2 separate regions of the Mus musculus genome follow, and region 1 is linked to region 2. A link is a contact called in public promoter capture Hi-C data. All regions are on one chromosome and are shown on one strand. The core of a region is the stretch at or near the end of the contact, and the rest is flanking DNA. Distances in the headings are between cores, read along the strand shown.

Region 1 (2,913 bases), core at 377-2,876, 550 kb before region 2:
GACAGCTACAGTGTACTTACATATAATAAATAAATAAATCTTAAAAAAAAAAAAAAGAATACAGTCTCACTACCTCTTCTAAGTAGGAGGAACAAGATTTTCTATGATACAAAATATCACTGACTTTTAAATAGTGTCTTTGCTAAAATTTTCTCATTAAGAGGGAGGGAGAAAGGGAGAGAGTGAGAAAAATAGATAAAAGAGAGAGAGAGAGAATATCAAAGTTGAGTTTTTAGTTTTCAGGGTTGAGAGACAGCTTGAATAGAATATAATCTCTGGGCATTAGCAAAGCCAACATTGCAAGGACTGGGTCTCCCCGGATCTGAGACAAGTCACAAGGTAGTCAAACTTTCCTGGCGCTTCAGTGGGAACAGCATTTAGCTAATTCCTAGAAAAGAAAACACTGAACCAGTCCACATCTGCCGGTTAATCTAAGAGAACACGCTGGCTCCCGGTGCTTACTACCCCCCAGGGAGGAGACAAAACGGAGCTCGCTCATAAATTAATGTTTCTGCAAGCAAACTAAAATTTACTGCTGTTCTTCAGGGAGTTCTGCCTTCAAGTAATGCAGTGAGAAAGTCCTCCCTACCCCCCCCCAACATGCACTCACACACACACTCATATAGACACTCACATACACATATATACATTCACATACACTTACATGCTCACACAGTACATACACATTCACACACACATAACAGATACTCACATCCAGGTACACACACACACTCACATACACACACACATACACTCACATATTTACACACACTCACATACAGGAATGTGCACATAATCACACACACACATTCTCACACACTCATAAGCACATATGTAGACGCGCACACATGCACATACACGCCTTGACAAAGTACTCTTGCTTTACATTCAGCTCTTTTTTTCTATTCCCTCCCTCCCTCCCTCCCTCCCTTCTTCCTTCCACACATACTTTCTGAACCATTGCGCGTGTTGCATGATTTTTAGGTGACATTTCTGGAAACAGCAGTGAATAAATGAAATAATAAATTAGGCATGTTCATCCTTCTGGAAAAACAGTAAGTGACAGGACGCTGGTGAGGGCCACTATGATTTTAAGCAAATGGTCAGAAAAGGTCCAGTAAGTAGCTGAGGCTGGGTGCGATGGGGTGCGCCTATCATCCCAGCACTCAGAAGTCAGAGGCAGGGGGATGGAAAGTTGAGGCCAGCCTGGGCCACAATAGAAAGATTCAATATAAAAAAGAAAAAGGAAAGGAAAGGAAAGGAAAAGAAAGGAGAGGAAAAGAGTAACTACAATAAAACTGTGATGAAGTCAGCGAGAAAGAAAGCCTTGTAGAGATCTGAGGGCAAAGCTGGAAACCCGAACTACAAACTACAGGAGTTGGCAAAGACGACAAGCCGAGAGAGGTGGCAAAGAAGGCAAGCCGAGCCAGTCCTGCGGCTGGATCTCGTTCTTCTCTCAATATTTTATGTTTGTTGTCACAGAGAGTTGCATTAACGTTGATGCTACATTAAAGAGCTACTGTCTTGACTCCTGATCGGCACATTGACCACATTGATGTCACTTCCTCCTAGTGTGGCTGCAGTGGGGTGGAGCCAGGGGGAGGGACGAGGTGGGGTGGGGGTGGGGCTGCTAGGAAAGCACTGTGGAATTCAGAGTGAGGAGGGACTGGAGGGAGCTGGGTCTCCATTCTGCATTTACTGGTAAGCCCCTGGGGTGCTGTGTGTTTTCTGAAGCTACCACAGCAAGTCACCACAAGGCTGTGACTGACACAACGAAAGCTTGCTGTCATTCTGCAGACTAGTAGTCCAGCATGGCCTCAGGGGACAACATGAAGCCGTTGATATGACTGCATCTCTTACTAGAAGATTCTTAACCAATTCCAAAGTCATCTAGGATGACATTTCCTAATACAGTGTAGAAAAGTCTAATCTGAGAATGTGATGTCACTCACATTCTCCAGTGGCTTTATTAGAATTTCTGTATTAAAAAAACATAAGGAAAAACCTCTTGACTGTTAAGGGGGAACTTGAGGAGAACATCTCCGGGGATTACTAAATATGATGATTTGAAGACTTTCTCAAGATCTTCTCAGCAGGCTTTCAGAAGCTGGCTTCTACTTCTTTGTCTTGCTAGTGACATTTGGGGACAGTGCTTAGAGGACTCAGGTTGCCTTCCCCTTGCTGCTGGCTTCTGGCCCTCTTCCTTCATATCCAAGGTCAGCATATCGGTTTCTGCAATCCACTTTCCTCCTCCATGGCAGGTGAGGGGTGGGGTACGGATGCCACAGTGTGTGTGGAGGTCAGAGGACTGTAAAATTGTTTCACTCTGCCCACCTTTATATGGCTTCTGGGTATTGAAGTTGTGTCACCGGGCTTGTGAGTTGTCTCCCCAGCTCCATGGGAACTAGTACGATCAGAGTGGGCCACTTAAACAAACCAGGACAGCCTTAAGTTAAAACTGGCCTGCAAGCACCCCTTTAAAGGTCCTTTTTACTAGGGACTGTAACCTAGCCATGGCCTCCATGGATCAGGACTTAGGCATCTCCAGGGAACTGCTGTTCTGCCCACCACGAAGGATTTGAGCGTTGGCTGATTGCTTGCCCTCTACCTGGCAACTGTTCCCTCTGCTCAGGTGAAAGCAGCTAGAGGCAGTGGGTGGGACAGAGAGGACAGGAGAAGAAGCAGGGGACAAGTGAAGAGGCTCTAGCTACAATTCGGAGTGGAGGCTCCAGCCAAGGGAGGGGACAGCTATGCAGGACAGAGTCAGGCCGATGACACTGAGTCTCATGCATTAGCTCGACTAGGTTACAGTCTGCAGTTACTGAAACACTAGTCTGGGACTGCAGTGAAGATATTTTATGTGTGTGACTAAGAAGATAGATTAGTGGATGAATCACTTTTTGGTATAACATG
Region 2 (2,834 bases), core at 143-2,642:
AAGCACTGAGCCTATGACATGGTAGGAGAGCACTCTTTACTGGGCAATACCTCCAGCTGTTATACTTGTCTTCTCAAACACCTATGATTATTTATTATCTCTACCAATCTGCCCTAAAATTGAGTTATGCAGAGACCATTTCTAACCTTTGCCAAAAAATTGTAGTCATAGAACTCATGTTTCTAAATCAAATAAAAATTATGTCCTTCACCACTAGTAAAAATTATAAGTGCACATAAATGAATACATGCAAAACCTGATGCTCCAAACACCCATTGTGGGATCGAGTACCAATGTCACCGTTCCTATTTAAAGCATAAAGCCAAGAAGGCTGTCCCAAGAAAATAGCTTCCCCAACCACAGGGCTACTTCTAAATTAGTGTTTCTTCTTGGTTATCCCCGTTAACAAATCTAGGATCTTCTTTTAGAGGCTTCCCCTAGGGCTTTCTAGGTCCCTCCACAAAAGGACTTGATTGATGCCGGAGGTGTTTTACAGAAACTCCTGTGCTCACAAGAAAAACATCTGACAAGATAAATTAGCGGGGCAAACTCCAAGAACTATGCCCCCTCCTTGACAGCTGCCAACTCCGGGTACCAGGAAACCATCTTTCTCCATCCTTCATGAAGGCAGAATGAGAATACGAATCAAAAGACCATGGGCCATAATAAGTAAAGTCCTCCAGGCTGGGGGGTGATATGTACATATTAGGGTTTCCCCTATATTCCAGATCACAAGCTTTAAATCAAAACAGCCGAAAAGGGTAGGTTCCGCAGTTACAACTAGCTGTCCACTAAACCCTGGGGCGTTGTTGTCTCAAAGCGGGCACCTCTTACTTTCTCAGAAATATGCAACCTGCGGATACAGTAGCGTTTAAAAAAACCAACACCAGAGTGCGGGCACCGCAAAGGGCACGGGCCGGAGCGGCCAAGCAGTCCTTCCCCGGCTCAGGCCGGAGGGTGGAACGGCAGTTCTCCTCGGGTCGGCCCCGGGCCGCACGGACGGACGGACGGACCGACGGACTGTGGGACGGTCCCCGCGCCGCCCTCCCGCACTTCCTCCCGGCAGCGCCCGGGCTCCCGCCCTCGCTCGGGGGTGGGGGTGGGGACCGCCCCGGAGGCCCCGCGACCCGGCCCAGCCCCCGCGGCCTCCCCCGGGTGCGCCTCACCGCCGCTCCGTCCCGAGGTACATCGCCCTCCGGACCCGCTGTCCCCGCTGGCTCGTCCTGCTGCGGCCAATGGCTCCGGCACGAGCGCGGTTTGAAAATGGCGCGGAGAGAGACGGTCGCGGCCCACAAGGAGGGAGCGCCGCCGTTGCCCCGGTAACGGACCGGAGCGGCCCACAGTGGCGGCGCGCGCGCCGGCCGCCCGGAGATGGCGGCTTTCGGCCCTCGGTGCCCGGAAACGTAACGGCCGGCCGATGCCGGGGCTACGGCGCCCCCTGGCGGGGAGCCCGAACCTCTGCGGTGCCCGAGGACCTTGCCAACTGGCCGCTGGCGGTAACCATCAGCTAACCCCCAATGACCTTTCACAGGTGAATTTCTGCTGATCGCCCTGTCTTCCCCCTGGATGTCACTGTCCTTGCAGCTTCTCCTGGCTACCACTTGATAACAGTTATTGCCCCGTACCCATGTAAACCCCCAGAATAGAATCCGACCATCAAAACCTACTTGTTTACGTTTCTCCCTGCTGCTTCCAATTGTGGGCTCCTTGAATCAGATATTCTTTTATTCAACTGTATTTCTCTAGCATCTGTCACAGTATTTGTAAATGTTAAATTGAAATGAATTGCTTACAATAGCTTGCTCATGGTTACAAAGATCATGGTCAAATCCCCAGAGTCCACCACTCTCCTAAAAACTTTCTAGATGGTTAAGAGTTGAGTTTTTGTTTGTGCGTGTTTTGTTTTCTTTTGTTGTTTGTTTCTGCTTATATTCCTTACCAAGCCGGCCTTTCCTCTGACTATGTACTTTGTCCACTGCTCAGCACGGAACTGTATGTTGGGATGTGAATTGCTCTGTGCCGATTCATTCTTTGTTTTCACGTCTCAGTCTCCATTTTGTGTGCTTTGTCCGTTTTTAATTGGAAGTTTTAAGGAGCTAATGAATCCTGTAGAGATTTTTATACCATCTTGCACATATACAAGTAAGCATATGTTTATGTAAAGACAAATATCTTTTTTAAAAAAAGTCATAAATATCAGAAATTGGCTGTGCATAGCCATCTAGTGAAGATAGATAACATTGGTGGCCCCCCTTACCCCAAACACACACCAACTAAATGTTAGAACAAAACTCAGTGAAGAAATACAACGGGGTACATGGGATTGAAAGCTACAGTTAGCCTTTGTTCCAAGTGGCATTGATAACCCAGAGTCAGGGTCACTGCTGACCTCCGAGGCCTAAGGTCAGGGATCCTGGCACACAAAACTTGAAAGATGAGAATGCAGAATGCTGCTGCTTCCCACCCAAGTCCTAGCGCTTTAAGCAAATTGCATGGCTGTGGAGGCATGGAGGAAAACAGATGCCCTCACCACAGAAAGTGAGCTTTGTAGACTTAATATCAGCACCAACAGGAGTTCCTGAAACACTTAGAATGAGGTTTGCCTAGAGGCTGGTGGGGTCCTGATTGTAAGGAGGAAGAAAGCCAGATGTAAAGGTAAAAGAGTTGCTTTCACTGAAAACTGATGCTGTAGTTTAGATCTGAAATGTGGTGGTCTGAAGGAGATTGGCCCCTATAGCCTCATATACTTGAATAGCATGACCCCTAGTTGGTGGAACTGTCTGGGAAGGATTAGGAGGTGTGACCTTGTTGGGAAAAGTGTGTCACTGGGGATG

What was found. Promoter capture Hi-C pulls out the DNA fragments that hold promoters and counts their contacts.
Region 1: a contact with region 2 is called in a promoter capture Hi-C map of embryonic stem cells, with 2.0 times the contacts expected there. The contact joins the promoter of Chaer1 here to the promoter of Cep135 in region 2. A contact is called at or near these places in 4 of 39 promoter capture datasets (the HPC-7 cell line, HPC-7-derived erythroid cells and embryonic stem cells) and 1 of 115 datasets of contacts at active chromatin or transcription factors (memory CD8 T cells).

The regions. Positions count from the first base shown.
Region 1 is chr5:77,139,018-77,141,930 of GRCm38.p6, reverse strand. It overlaps Chaer1 (a long non-coding RNA gene), which reads left to right and starts at 1,626. Exons shown (of 2, transcript XR_880410.2): 1 at 1,626-1,701.
Region 2 is chr5:76,587,257-76,590,090 of GRCm38.p6, reverse strand. It overlaps Cep135 (centrosomal protein 135), which reads right to left and starts at 1,392. Exons shown (of 26, transcript NM_199032.3): 1 at 1,167-1,392.